Regions from separate parts of the Anas platyrhynchos genome. Here region 2 is linked to region 1. Evidence: chromatin contacts called from public Hi-C data. All regions are on one chromosome and are shown on one strand. The core of a region is the stretch at or near the end of the contact, and the rest is flanking DNA. Distances in the headings are between cores, read along the strand shown.

The links. Hi-C and Micro-C count contacts between places; a contact is called where the count stands out from the background.
Region 2: a Hi-C map of small yellow follicle shows a contact between it and region 1, with 4 times the contacts expected there. The contact joins two enhancer-like sites. A contact is called at or near these places in 2 of 8 Hi-C or Micro-C datasets (F5 follicle and small yellow follicle).

The regions. Positions count from the first base shown.
Region 1 is chr12:20,892,113-20,898,916 of IASCAAS_PekinDuck_T2T, forward strand. No RefSeq gene overlaps it. Among named protein-coding and RNA genes, the nearest start is that of TSHZ3, 130 kb to the left of the region's middle. Within about 2 kb of position 2,434, at least 4 of the 8 cell types and tissues checked have an H3K27ac peak or open chromatin away from gene starts, as enhancers often do. A contact at or near this core is called in F5 follicle and small yellow follicle, where this site is marked.
Region 2 is chr12:21,223,274-21,230,148 of IASCAAS_PekinDuck_T2T, forward strand. No RefSeq gene overlaps it. Among named protein-coding and RNA genes, the nearest start is that of ZNF507, 48 kb to the right of the region's middle. Within about 2 kb of position 1,363, at least 2 of the 8 cell types and tissues checked have an H3K27ac peak or open chromatin away from gene starts, as enhancers often do. A contact at or near this core is called in F5 follicle and small yellow follicle, where this site is marked.

The sequences.
Region 1 (6,804 bases), core at 1,184-3,683:
GGCCCAACGATAAACTAAAACTGGATATTATCATCACTCTTATTTTTGCTAATAATATTATAATTCAAGGGGTGGGCACAAACTGACCTTCCTAAGGCAACAGACTTCTTTTAGAAGAAGACAAAAATAGCATCCACACTTACATGGAACATACAAATAAAACACTGGAAAACTAAGTTTTTTAGTAGTTAGCTTTGCTGTAACAAAATGAAAAGCAACCTCTGCGTAGTTGGAGCAATCAAACGCACAACGCTGTTTTTAAGACAAAATGTATTTTTGTATCGCTATAATAGTAGCTTGAGATATTAGGGTGAAACAAAGGCTCAACTTTGAAGTCCTGCTCTACACTGCTAAAGAAGCTATAGATACGTGAGATATTTATCTTAGATCTTAACTAAAGTGTCCATATTTCTATGCAGTGCATGAATGACTGCAGGGGTCGTTATAAGATCACTAAGAGGAGAGAGGTGGAACTCATAGTGTTTCAAAATAAAGATTAGAGACAACCAAATCTCTCAAGGTTCAGTAGCTTCATTTAAAAATAATAACAAGAAGAAAGTTTTGCCTGCCTAATCTTAAAGGATCAAGTAGACTGAAACTCATTGGCCTAGAAAAAACCTGCAGCAGAATGCAATACTCTGATAAGGTTTCTAATAACCAATTCCCATCAAAAGAGGAGTCAACGTTCAAAAAAAAAAAAAACAACCAACACACAAAGCTGCCTTTTTGCAAATCACTGTTCTCACAACAGCCACCATTTTTTTCCTTTCATACAATGCTCATGCTCTTTTCAATAAATAAGTAAAAATGCCACCAGAAGTTTTTTAAACAAATTTTGTGCATTCAAAAGTTAAAATTTTGCATTCTATACGTTTGCTGAACTGGTACACACAGGGTAATAGAATCATAGAATATCCCAAGTTGGAAAGGACCCATAAAGATCATCAAGTCCAACTCCTGGCACCGCACAGGTCTGCCCAAAAGTTTAGACCATGTGACTAAGTGCACAGTCCAGTCACTTTTTAAATAAGGGTCTATTAACAAGTGGCCAATAACAGTGGCGAAAGACATCAGTTTTCATACAAAAGCTCTTCCTGATAGGCTTCTTATCCAGAGTGGCAGTTTCCAAATGAGTTATATAGATTAAAGCCTAACCTGTGGGGAAAATAAATGAATAAATAAATAAATAGCTTACAAATAAAGGAGTAACTTTGCCCAGAAGCATGTCAAGTTTGGCAAATCAATTCAGGTCATGTCTAATTTGATAAGCCAAACCCTGGAATAAGTTGAAAATAAATCATTCTACTAAATATGAAATATCATAACAAAAATATTCAATTTGATAATTAAAATATCCACAGCAACAATAGCAGAATAACATTTATAATTCTCAGGTAAAACAGTTAAAGCAAAGCCCTGGGAATTTTATAGAATTATTTTTCCTACCTCTTGTATTCTGTCACTAGATAACTAGTCTAAATAGAACATTCTTCAATATATATATAAAGTCTTCAGTGCATATTTAACTATTCAAATTTAGCTAACATACTATTTTTGCTAAAATATAACGCAAAACAAGATCTCAGTCACAGACACAAAATCTTTTTAAATGTATTTCGTGTGCTACTTCTGAATATTAATAAAAATTAATAATTAATTTTGCCTTTGGCATTGCAAGATATACTAGTTTTAATTAGTGTACTATACTCCTATACAATTAAAAAATAATTGATGTCCACACTTATTGGCGGTCTCTGTGATCTCTTTTCCTGTTGTTGTCAACAAATACCTCAAAAAACAAGTTCAAGAATGTTTTGCTGTCCACTTGATTTACACACCAAAAGTAACAGACAAATCTTTTATGATGAAACAGAACAGTTTTTTGTTTAAATTATACACAAGTTTATTAACTAGAAAAGAGAAATTTAAAAGTTGATTGCTTGAAGAAATAATGGAAAGACTATCAAAATGTTTAGTCTATCAACAAATTTGCCTAGAATACATCAGTGGGTGACAGAGTATTTCAACTTAGAAGTAGTGGCCATCTTGTATTTGTTACGTCAATCCTATCTAGCATTTAATTGTGATGCCCCCCTTAATCAGTTCCAGTTATTTAAATTCAGCATGTGTTTTTTTTTCCTACATCGTATTAATTGTACCATGAGCTACTTTATTATATAACACTAAAGTCTCTCTCTCTCTCTCACTCTGAAAGAATAAGTCCAAGAATTAAAGTATAAATTCCCATGGGGGAAAAACAAACAAACAAACAAACACTAACTATTCCTTTAATGTATTTGCATCAGAAATCTTGAATAAAGTTTTCCTTATTACAACCAGTAAAACAAATATGTTGAATCCCAGAGTGTACATTCTCCAGCAGTTATGAAACACACAAAAAAATCATGTGATAAAGAACAACCCAAACAAGTACTCCATATCTAACACAGACGTTCATGCTTGTAACTTGAATCTAGGTCAGAAAATGCACCCAGGAAAGACATTTTGGGGCATGACAAAAAGCTAACTAAAAATTGCTGAGCTTATTTTTTCCATATCACACTTTTACACAGAGTTAGTCATAGGACAAAGGCTAGATAAACAAATAGACTAAACAGAAGAGCAAACGGGAATTAGACAATACAGGAATAAAGATGCACATTTTTTATTTCATCATCTAATCCACATACTTATAGAGTTGTGAACATGAAAAAATCAGCAAACCAGATATTTAAGCAATTAATGCTGTTATCATGATTAATGATCTCAGTGGTCATTTTAACTAAAAATGGATAGTACTTCATGTAACCTACTTAAATATATATTGCTGAAGAAGTAAGAGCATTCTAAAATAAACTCTTATTTCCGAGGATTTTTCAAAGTCACTGCTAAACAACTTTCCTGGCACTAAGCATGGAATGGTTTGCTTCAATTAAAATATACAGCTGGCTTCCTTTTATACTTTAAACAGGAGGTAAGACAAATCAGTAAAATCATTTTACTTTTAAGCTGCCACCTTCAGCTGCAGACGGGGTTTCCTATGGTTCCTGTCACCAAAACCCAGGTGTGCACTGCTGCCTGCGTGGAAATGTCCACCATAGCCTAGGCCTAAATCTTTGGACTTGCTGCATTGCCCAAAGGTGTCAATGCCTCAGTTATCACACAGAAATACCAATAAGCTACTTTATTTTATAAAAATTGTCAAGATATTTAAAGGTAAATTTTATTACTTAAAACAAACAAAGAAAACAACATAATCTACCAGTAATACAAAAACAACCTACTCCGTGGAATGACTGAAACTGCAAGTTGCCGTGTTGAGGAACATGAGCTATATATACCTCAAAATGGCAGTTTTGCTTTAAGAAACTGTCACGTGATAGCTGCAGACTATCGGAGACCTGCAGGATGCTGGGACTACCTGCAGGCCTTAAAAGCACCAAGCTGCCTCCTGTCGTTTGGCCCAGGAGCCCTCAGGGCCCTGAGCCCATGCTGCACCACAGGGTGCCCATCTCAGCTGCGCCCTGTGCTGCTGTGGCCTTTCCAGCACTGACATCGGCCTACTCTGAGGGCTTGGCCTTCACCACCGTCCCCAGCCTGCCATCTGCACTAAGGGCCTCACCAGCTCCCTGACAGGTCCCTTCAGAAAATCTGGATGCTTCAGAAGCGTTTTTCTGCTCATAAAACCCAGTAGTTTGTCCCTTTGCATACTCTGGGAGACCTTTGACCTAATCACAGCCTTAAATTTAAGGTTTTGGGAGCCTAATATGGCAGGATGAAACTTCATAAAAGCCCTAAATATTCTCACAAAAACAGCCAAGCAAACAGTCCAATCACTGCTCCAAAAAAAAAAAAAAAAAAATGCATACTTAAGTGGTTTTACTACACATATTTGAGCTGAAACAGAGCAAGTGGGGGAATATTTCCTCCAAACATCAGAGCTCTGTAGTTAAATGTGCTGGGTCTGAAGTCTCAATGTGCATTTTATTAATTCTGGCACCCCTGCTGACCTCAGTTACAGCCACAGGTCACTGCAGAGCAAGTTTATCAGGCTGCAGCTAAACAGAAGTGAGTGGAAGTGAGATCTTTTTACCAGGTTCCTTCCTCTACACTTCTGAAGTTCTTAAAAATTGCAGTGGACTAAAAAGTATTACAGGAACAGGGACAAAAGTCACTAGCTCAAGTACGACCAGTTACCCAATAGCTGAAACCTCATTTTATCTGTCAGTAATGTGGCAGGCCATAAACAATTTAATTCCACTTCCATAAATTTTCATAGACTGTGCAGCCTATGATAATTTTATTTTTTACATTTTTTCAACAACTTTACATTTCACAGAATCACAGAATGGCTTGGGTTGGAAGGGACCTCAAAGATCATCTAGTTCCACCCCCCTGCCATGAGAAGGGACACCTCCCACTAGACCAGATTGCCCAAAGCCCCATCCAGCCTGGCCTTGAACACTTCCAGGGATGGGGCATCCACAGCTTCTCTGGGCAACCTGTTCCAGTGCCTCATCACCCTCAAAGTAAAGAATTTCTTCCTAATGTCTAATCTAAGTCTACCCTCTTTTAGTTTAAAGCCATTACTCCTCATCCTATCACTAGACTCCCTGACAAGGAGTCCTTCTCCAGCTTTCCTGTAGGCCCCCTTTAGGTACTGGAAGTCTGCTATAACGTCTCCCAGAGCTTTCTCTTCTCCAAGCTGAACAACCCCAACTCCTGTCCGTATCACAGTGTCCTGGTTACAACTGGGATTATTCAAAGTCAATAACCAAATGAGCACTGACAATGAACTTCCCTTTTAACTTCCCTTATTACACCTCAGCTCAGGGTAGACAAAGAAATAAATGTAATCCTAGAACAACTACTGCAGAAGGTCTCACCCCCACCAGAGCTCCAGAGACTTACTTTTAAAAATTTTGAATATAAAACCCTTCTATTCTCCTCATCATATATTTTTTCCTGAGCGTTCCATAGAGGCAGTCATGAAACAGGATGTTTTTTCCGTTTTTATTTATGTGAATTTTCATGACATGTCATGCACCACATTCATAGCAATCATTGACAGATAGTTAAGTTTCTAACAGGCTACAGGGGAAACCATTTTCCACCAACTGTTCTATATGCCAGAATAAAATATATATTGTGGACTAAATCTTTTCCCACTTGTATCCTGCCAAAAAGTGTGGATTTTGTTTTTTAAATGAGGCTTGAATGAAATTCCATTAGCTATTCCTGAACTATGGCAGAATAACTGTTCTAGCATAAGAATAAAAAATAAAAAATCTAACTGCAGATAATTGAACTTGTCTCAAACATGAGTTGTTTTCTGGAAACAAAAAATGTGAATGGTCTTCAGTACAATGCTTATTTGGTTTGTACAGTCTTCATTGAATCAAAACCAGTTAAAGACGATTTGATACTGTGTCGGAGAAAAATATTTTTAGGTTAGCTGGGATGCTTTAACCATAGATGTCTTCTTCATGGATGGAAAAATACACCCGTTAGTGCATGCAGTTTATGCTCTAAGTATGTGGAAAGCCATCAGAAGTCAGAAGTTAGTCCAGAATTACTGTCATCACTTTTTACTTCATGATATGCCTTTTCTGTATAAGCTTAAATACAAGATGTAAAATTACTCAAAATAAATTATGTCAAAAGCAACATTATTTTATGTATATTTTTGTGATGTTCTATAGTGTTGGTTTTGGTTTTGAACCAAAATCAATGCAAGCACCAAGGAGTGAAAGATTCTATATTTAATTTGCTGTAGATAATTAATGTAAATAGACTATATATGTTTTCACTTGGGCATGGTAAGAATTACAGCACATTTCCTCTAAGTACTGAACACTCACAAAATTTAAGTTTTTAATATGCTACCAGACTGTATTTAAGCTTTGAACAAGTGAGAGAAAATTAGTAATTTTAGCTGGGCCACAGTAAGACCAAGCCTTGTTTGTGTTTGCACTTGATCCATCCAAAGGTATATTTAGTATTCCTGTCCTCACAGACCCTAGAACATCATAGCCCATAATTTCCTGTATGACTCACCTACTTCTTTAGTTTCTTTGCTGCAGAAGCTGGGCTGTAAGTTGGGAAAGAAAGAGGAAAGCAGTCTTAGCCTCTGGAATGATCACTGTAGTTGACAAAAAAAGAACAGAAAATATGGATAAACCATCCTGCTACCCAAATTCTTCTATGATCCCCCATTCTCCTAGCTTGGAAAGAAAACTGGATTTTCTCCAAGGCTAGACAGGTGGCAGGGAAATATTTTTTGGTTAATTACCTCAGAATGCTGGGAAAGGTGTGCTGCTACCTCATGTCTGCATTGCACTACCTCACACTGGTAATTAAGCTGATCAGTACTGGTACATCTACCCACCAATCAAAGCTGGAGATAAGGGATATTTTGAGGAGACAAAGCATTAAACAGCATTGAATTAAGAGTTTGGGTAATCAAGATGGCACATGTTCTACTTGAAAAATAAGGCCAATCCCTTCCAAAAGAGGGACAGCTGGCATGCTGAAAGTCAATCGTAACTACAAGAAATGTATTTCTTGCTTTAAGAGTCACAGTTGGGGCCTCCGTGCAGGCTTGTAGCTAATGAGTTGATAATGTCTCCTTCAGAAGAAGGGAAAAAGGCCACTACTCAAATTTGCCTTAATTCCTCTTCATTTAGGATGCTGGCATATCCAGGTTGGCTCTAATATTTATATAATGACCAGTCATGCCAATGGTGGACTCACTGACAAGCATGCTCAACCAAGTCTTAAATTAAACAGAGTAATAATATTGCT
Region 2 (6,875 bases), core at 113-2,612, 330 kb after region 1:
TACCTAAACCTAAGTGAGATTAATTTTGCTCTAAGTAGTGATGCTAGGGTGCTTTAACCCAGGTCACATTACAGTCTGAACTTTCTCTAAGATTCTTAATTGTTACCTGTAGGTAAAGATCTCATACAAAAGGTGATAAATTTGCAGTGAGTTACACTTTAGTGTTAAAGTATTAGCCATTTAATTTACACTATTTTATTAATGCTCGTCCAAACAAGTCCTGAACTCTAGCATAATAAATTCTCATTACTCCATGTTCACACTGTTATCTGGCCACCTCTGCCTACAGAATGGGATAACTCACTGCCCTTCCCAACTCCACTCAGCTCTTAACTGCCTTACTCATACATATCTCAGGTACAGTATCTGCTTAGTTTGCATTATATGCTGTATAGTCTACCCAAAGACATACCGTATGCAGTCATTAAAATAAATGCCACAAATGCTAATACCCAGACTACAATTTATATGGAGAAGAAAACATGCTAAACTAAAGGAAAAAAATATTGCAGGCTGTGAAGTGTAACAAAAAAGGCCCATGATGACAGTTTCACTGAAAAATAGCAGAGTGAGACATATTAAAATTGGTTTATTGTCTCCCTATTGACGCAATGTATGTAAAGCGCAAAATATAATCAAAGCTACCAGGTAGTATAAGCTTTGAAAAATAAGAAGCAAATCTATAGCTGATAATTAACAACTTTCTTCATTGTTGGCTACACAGGAAAAAGAAGTGTGTTTTTACTGCAGTTCTACTCTGTTTTACTTTGTTGTGCTACCAATATCACACAGACTGAACTCAATCTTAGAACAAAATAACCACTTGATCGTTTTCCAAAAACTCTGGTGAGTTGCAGTCAGAAAGTAATGGGTTTTGTATACTTATGTCATTTCTTTACTTATACGGAATTTGAACAGTGTGTATAATTGTAATGAATCATATGCTTTCAAGCTTCACTACAATATCAGGAAGAAAAGCTTCTTATCCAAGTCTGTTTTCCCAGTCCAAGTATATCTTATCCCCATGCAAACACAAAACTTTAAATACTACTTATCACACCTTCAACAGCAAAAAAATAAGGATTTGTAGCCTACTAATATGGCTTCAATATAACCTATTCAACAGTAATAACTCTAAAGTAAGCGTCTAAACCATCTTATTCTATGAAGTGAGTACTTCAAGCTCCAATGAAAACTATAAAACACTAATAGATAACAGAACTTACACCCAAATCCATTCAATACAACCTTTAAAATCTTTTGAGTAGTCTGCATAATATGTGAATGGTATCTACAGATATCCCATCTACTGATGAGGAATTATAAAACTGAATTCCAATACTGAGGTTTACCCCTAAGCCCTGGCTGTTCTCAGTGAAGAAATAATGACATACTGATATCTCTGGTACAAGATATTCTTGATCTACACTGAAGCCTACATAGTTTTGAGATTAGGAAAGAACAAAGTGTAAATAGAAATGGACCACAAAAATTCAACAAACGTAAAAATTTGCAAGTGTCTCACAGCTTAAAAAACAGTCATTGCATTCACATGGGACTTCTTGATAAGCTTTACCTGGAGCCACAAGGTACACATTACTTAAAAGCTGTTTCAATCTGGCAGTCTTTTAGTATTTAAACAAATATTGACTTTCATACTACAAAACTGGATGAGAACAGTGGATAATAAAACAGTGTTCTAACCAAATAATATTACAGTTGAGAATTTCTCGTCTTTATTCTGGATCTCATCTAAATGGAAATATTACCTTGTGGATCATGTCCCTTCTCATTTGCATCTTCATAAACCAAGCTCCTTCACATCCTTAATCCTGACTCATAACCAAAACCATTTAGAAGTATATCTATTTCCAGGGGTTTCCATCTGTCCTGCATGAGACTTCTTGAAGTACAGATAAATTCCACTGAATAACACTTTCCTTGGAAAGAAAAAGATTCCTCAGATGCAGCATATGTGGAATGTATGCATTTAGAGCAGCATATGGAAAAGCAATATTAAAAGCACGCCATGTGTGTTAAAACACATGATTTAGAAACAAACAAAAAATGAATGTGGAGGAAAACAGCACCATTAGACTATAACCTGCCTGCAGACAAACAGAAATCCATAGTGAAAGCTTAGGATTCAGGTACAGATGCAGTTGAATAAAGTATTCAGCATCAACTTGTTTCTAGCCAGGACTGTTTTCGAAGTGTGTTTCTTTCAGCAGGTCATCTGAATAAACCAGGTCTGAGATACATTCAAACGCCCTTGCCTCCATCAGTGGCCACTGAATGTCTCTTCCACACAGTACAGAAAGCACTGGCTAGTAAGGCTGCATCCCCAGCTTGACAGGCAGTGGATACACCAAGAGCTCGGCAGGAAGCAGAAGCTCCTGTCTGCTGTTTGCTGTGCACTCCTACTGCCTGCAGTAAAAGTAAATCTAGCATTTAATTCTCGGTGTGGATCTCAGTGTGGACAAATACCCTTACAGTATAGTCCATTATATATTATTCTGCAATGTTTGCAAAGCTCCAGATATGACCTTCAGTTCAAATCATCCTTTGTTAATTTTTGTCCTCTGTAAATGAACTTCACTTTGTTCTTCCAGCTGATTTGACAGGAAGAGCCCATAAATCTGTTATGTTGTTCAGGATTCTTTAGTGTCTTTTTCTAAGTTTTTTCCCCATCAACATACAATTTTCTAGCTCTCACATTAATAATGCATCTGATTTATTGTACAGTTTGTGGAAGTACTGAAGAGGAATCTCTCCCAAGCAATTTTAAATAAAGTATGTTTTCTCCTTTTTTAATTTTGATTTTAAAAAGACAGAAAAATAAATTAGTTATTTTTGCCTGAATTTTCTGAATATTGACAAAGAAGCATAATCAATAAGTATTCTCTGAAAATAACTTATAGAAGTTTTTCTGAGTTCATACCATATTGTCATGGACTCACATCTCACAAAGTACATAGAACTTCTTAGGCAGTAGGAAACAGAAAAGATGAGAAATAATTAAAAGACAGACAGACACACATGCACAACTGGCAATTATCCCAATAAATTCAAGTGTAATTACTTCACAAACAACCGTAAGAAGCTCTCATTCAAAATATGAATGATTTCATCTGGGCTATCCATTTTCCCCTAGGATGTTTATATTAGAAATAAATCTTAGGGACTATAGCAACAACTATTAATATCTGAAGTACAGTAATACCAGCCCACAAGTAAGTGTTCTAATTCTATTTTTTCTTTTGTATTTTAATGTCACAAATATATATATATATATATATATAAAATATATAAATTGCACATGCCATTTATTCAGCTTCATACTATGTTTATGGAGCCTATGCTGCTGTTGTGTTTTTTTGTGGTAATCCAGTCAGAGTTAGCATTCCAGATAGCAGTGTCTCCAAAGCTATATAAACCTTTACTGGCACAAAGAAATTGCAAAGTAGGAAAAGGCTTAAATGATTGTATGAATAAACCTAGAATATAAATGATGGTATAAAATCCTACTTGTTTCAGCACTTTTTTTTTTTTTTTTTTTTTTTTTTATAATACACTGTCACTATCATGTGGCAATTGCAAGAAGTCTACTCTTCAAAAACTAGCTCTTAACTGCTGCTCAAGACCTAAAAAATGTTTTTTTTTCCAGATGGCCTAATGATAATGGCTTTTCACAGATCAGCCACAAAAGTTGGTTGTTTTGTTCTCACTTCAGTGAAATAAAATGCCAGCAATGCCACAGTCAAGTTAACCTCAAAGAAAGCAGACACAATGAACACAGAATCAGGGGATTTGTCTAAACAGTGAATTGGGTAAAATGCTATATTCACTTCTGGGGCTGCTAAACCTCATCCGGAGAGGTGGCATAGGAAAGCTGAGGCTTCCTGTACTTCCTTTAGGAGTACAGACAAGTTGACACACACACACAAACTCACATTAATGGAAGCATAATTTTTGTTAACTGATCTTAAGGTCAGTGCCCAAGTCCGAGTTGCGCCCTGTGAAGCATGACACTAAGAGAAGTATCGTGGGGCTAATTACAGCTCAGTAACTCTGAGACCAGTCTGCAATGGTCCCCTGCTCAAGTTTAAGCCATGAGGGTATTTGCCTATGGAGCACCAGCTCAGGTGACAGCCACAGGAGTTCATACCAATGAAGGATTCTCTTCGATGTCAGAGATTCTGAACTTTAAACTCGAGTGCAGTTTGGTAACCACTTATCAATAACGGGATAATAGAACTCAAAAGGGCACAAGAGACAAGAAACAAGAGTAATCAGAAGTACAGAGTTGCAACTCACAGATTGCTGTTTTCCACAAACAAGGAGAGCATATTCGAGAAAATATAACACTACTTTTGCTCTGCTACTTCTGCTCCTTTCCTCTAAATCCATGAAGGTTTTTGGTCTGCTGTAGAACAGTTGTTCTTAGGACCACAAATTTAAAGGCAGGAGCAAGCACTAGAGTGCCATGTCCCATTTCAGGAAGTTTCAGCTAGCCACGCACATGCCAGATCAGACCTTCTTAATTCCCTCACATTAGAGAATTTAGACCAATTATTTCTCGAGTTCCATAAGCGTATAGATTATCCAAAGTGCACTATCACCATTTAAAAACCTGACATCTGCATTTTAGATGATACTGAAGCATCATACTCTGAATAAGAGCATTTAAAATTATCTCAGAGAATGTTACATATTTTCATGGACTTTTGCAGTCTTACATCTGTATCTATAACAAATGAGGAATAAGATTTTTTTTTCTTCCAACCACACAGGAGTAACATCTACAGTGATAAGCAGAACTCACTGCATCAATATTTCAATCCATTTAACACAAAAAAACTCATTTTGGAAATGAAATTTAAGGTATTTTTTTGTTCCACAAGGCATAAAAACAATAAAACCCTCATTTTCAGTTCAAATTTTTCAGTATTTTCAATAAGAAAAAAAATATTTTTACTCTTCTGGTTCTCATTCCATTAATTCACTATAGTTATCAAATTTAATTATATTTTTGCCTGACTTAAAACCTTTGTATCTCAATATTTTAAGGTAGGAATAGCAAAGTTATTTAAACCCAGTACTGAATAATTAACATAGTCAGTGAGAATAACTGTGTAGGTATAAAAAAAATATATAAATAAGTCACTTTTATTAATTCCTTCTCTTCAACTGGGATACTTTCTGAACAGTCCTTTTTAAAAATAAATAAATAAAAATCTAGTAGAAGTACCCAATTAATCAAACAAAAAATTAATTTATATATCTTTTTAGAAATACTGTCTGTATAGTGTTTAATGAGAATCACTTTTATTCAGACAACTAAAAAGAAAGAAAGAAAGAAAGAAAGAAAGAAAGAAAGAAAGAAAGAAAGAAAGAAAGAAAGCTTGTGGCAGTAAGATTTTTTTTTCCTCTATCCAACCTGTTTGTGCACACAGTTGTTTTTTTAAGTAAGAGATCCCGATGAAATCCCATCACCTGTTTCTCATAATTACAGCAAAATGTCTGGTACTGAGCATGATCACATAGGAAGTGGAAATATATTTCAGCTGACAGATATCTTCCCCTAAAACAGTTTCTTTGCATTTTTGACAAAAAAAAAAAAAAAGTGAAAAATACAGGTACTGAATGTATTTGTGATATGTCAGTATTTTCTAAAACAAAATGCTAAGGCAACAGGCATATCATAGCCTGATCTCTGACAAACTGAAGCAGTAAAATAAATAAATAAATAAATAAATAAAAATTAAAAAAAGAAAAATTCCTAACAAAATGAAGGAAGCATAAGAGATGCTAAAAACATGGTACACCTGCAAAAGTAAAAATCGTTTTAGAAGTTCTTTGGCCAAAGAACTCTCTCCAAGATAAGAGAGCTTTGAAGGAGTTTCTCAGTCAACCCATGTAACCTACATGCTTGCAGCAGCAGCAGCTCTTCTCCAAAGACAAAGCAGAAGCCTCATTTTTAAATCCACTTTCTGCCTTGCAGTACATCACAAGTTGTCTGGTTTTGCTCTCTCTCTCTCCTCTCAGAAATTTTACTTTAACTTCTCATCATAAAAAGATATTATTCTAATGTTTATACTATGAGCTACATTTGTCTTTAAGAGCAAGATGTTGAGTTTATATCTAATGATGAAAAAGCCTTTAAAAAGGAAAACTCATCACAACTCATTATGTACTATAAAGGCCACAATTCAAGGATTCTGTAATTCCAGAGATGATCATTTTAAAGTAGATTTACAGCAGAAAATAGTTAGATCCTTTGACTTTAGTTATAATTTTCCATTTTGTAATTTAATACTCCTTTAGTTTATATTTGCACATTAAAAATATAGCATCTAAAAGTCCATCATTAAATACTTTTAATATGTGTAATAAATAAGTTTTACAGTACGCATAAATCTAAAAACAAAACACAGCTTAAATTGTTAATCTTACACTTTTTCTCGTTAATTGCAATACATAAACATATGCTTTATACAAAGATATTTGCTACAAAATAAGTATAATAAATACATTTTACCACATGTATTAATCTTAATAGTTACAAGCTGTTAATCTTATATATTAGGTAATAATTTGCAATAAATAATTGTTTATTATCTTGATGTTTGCTTGTCTTGGGTTTTAGCAATATGCAATAAAGAAACGCAATTTTGAATAATTTGATTGTAAGACTGCTGGGAAAATACTGTAAGTTATAATTAGCCGAGGGAGGATTTTGTTCACTAGATGGACTATATACATATAGTTCAATAACAAAAACATGCATTATTGCTACCATAAATAATTTTAAAAGTTAACTTCAGTTTCAAGTAATAAGAGATTTTTAAAACTTAAATGCAAATAAAATTAGT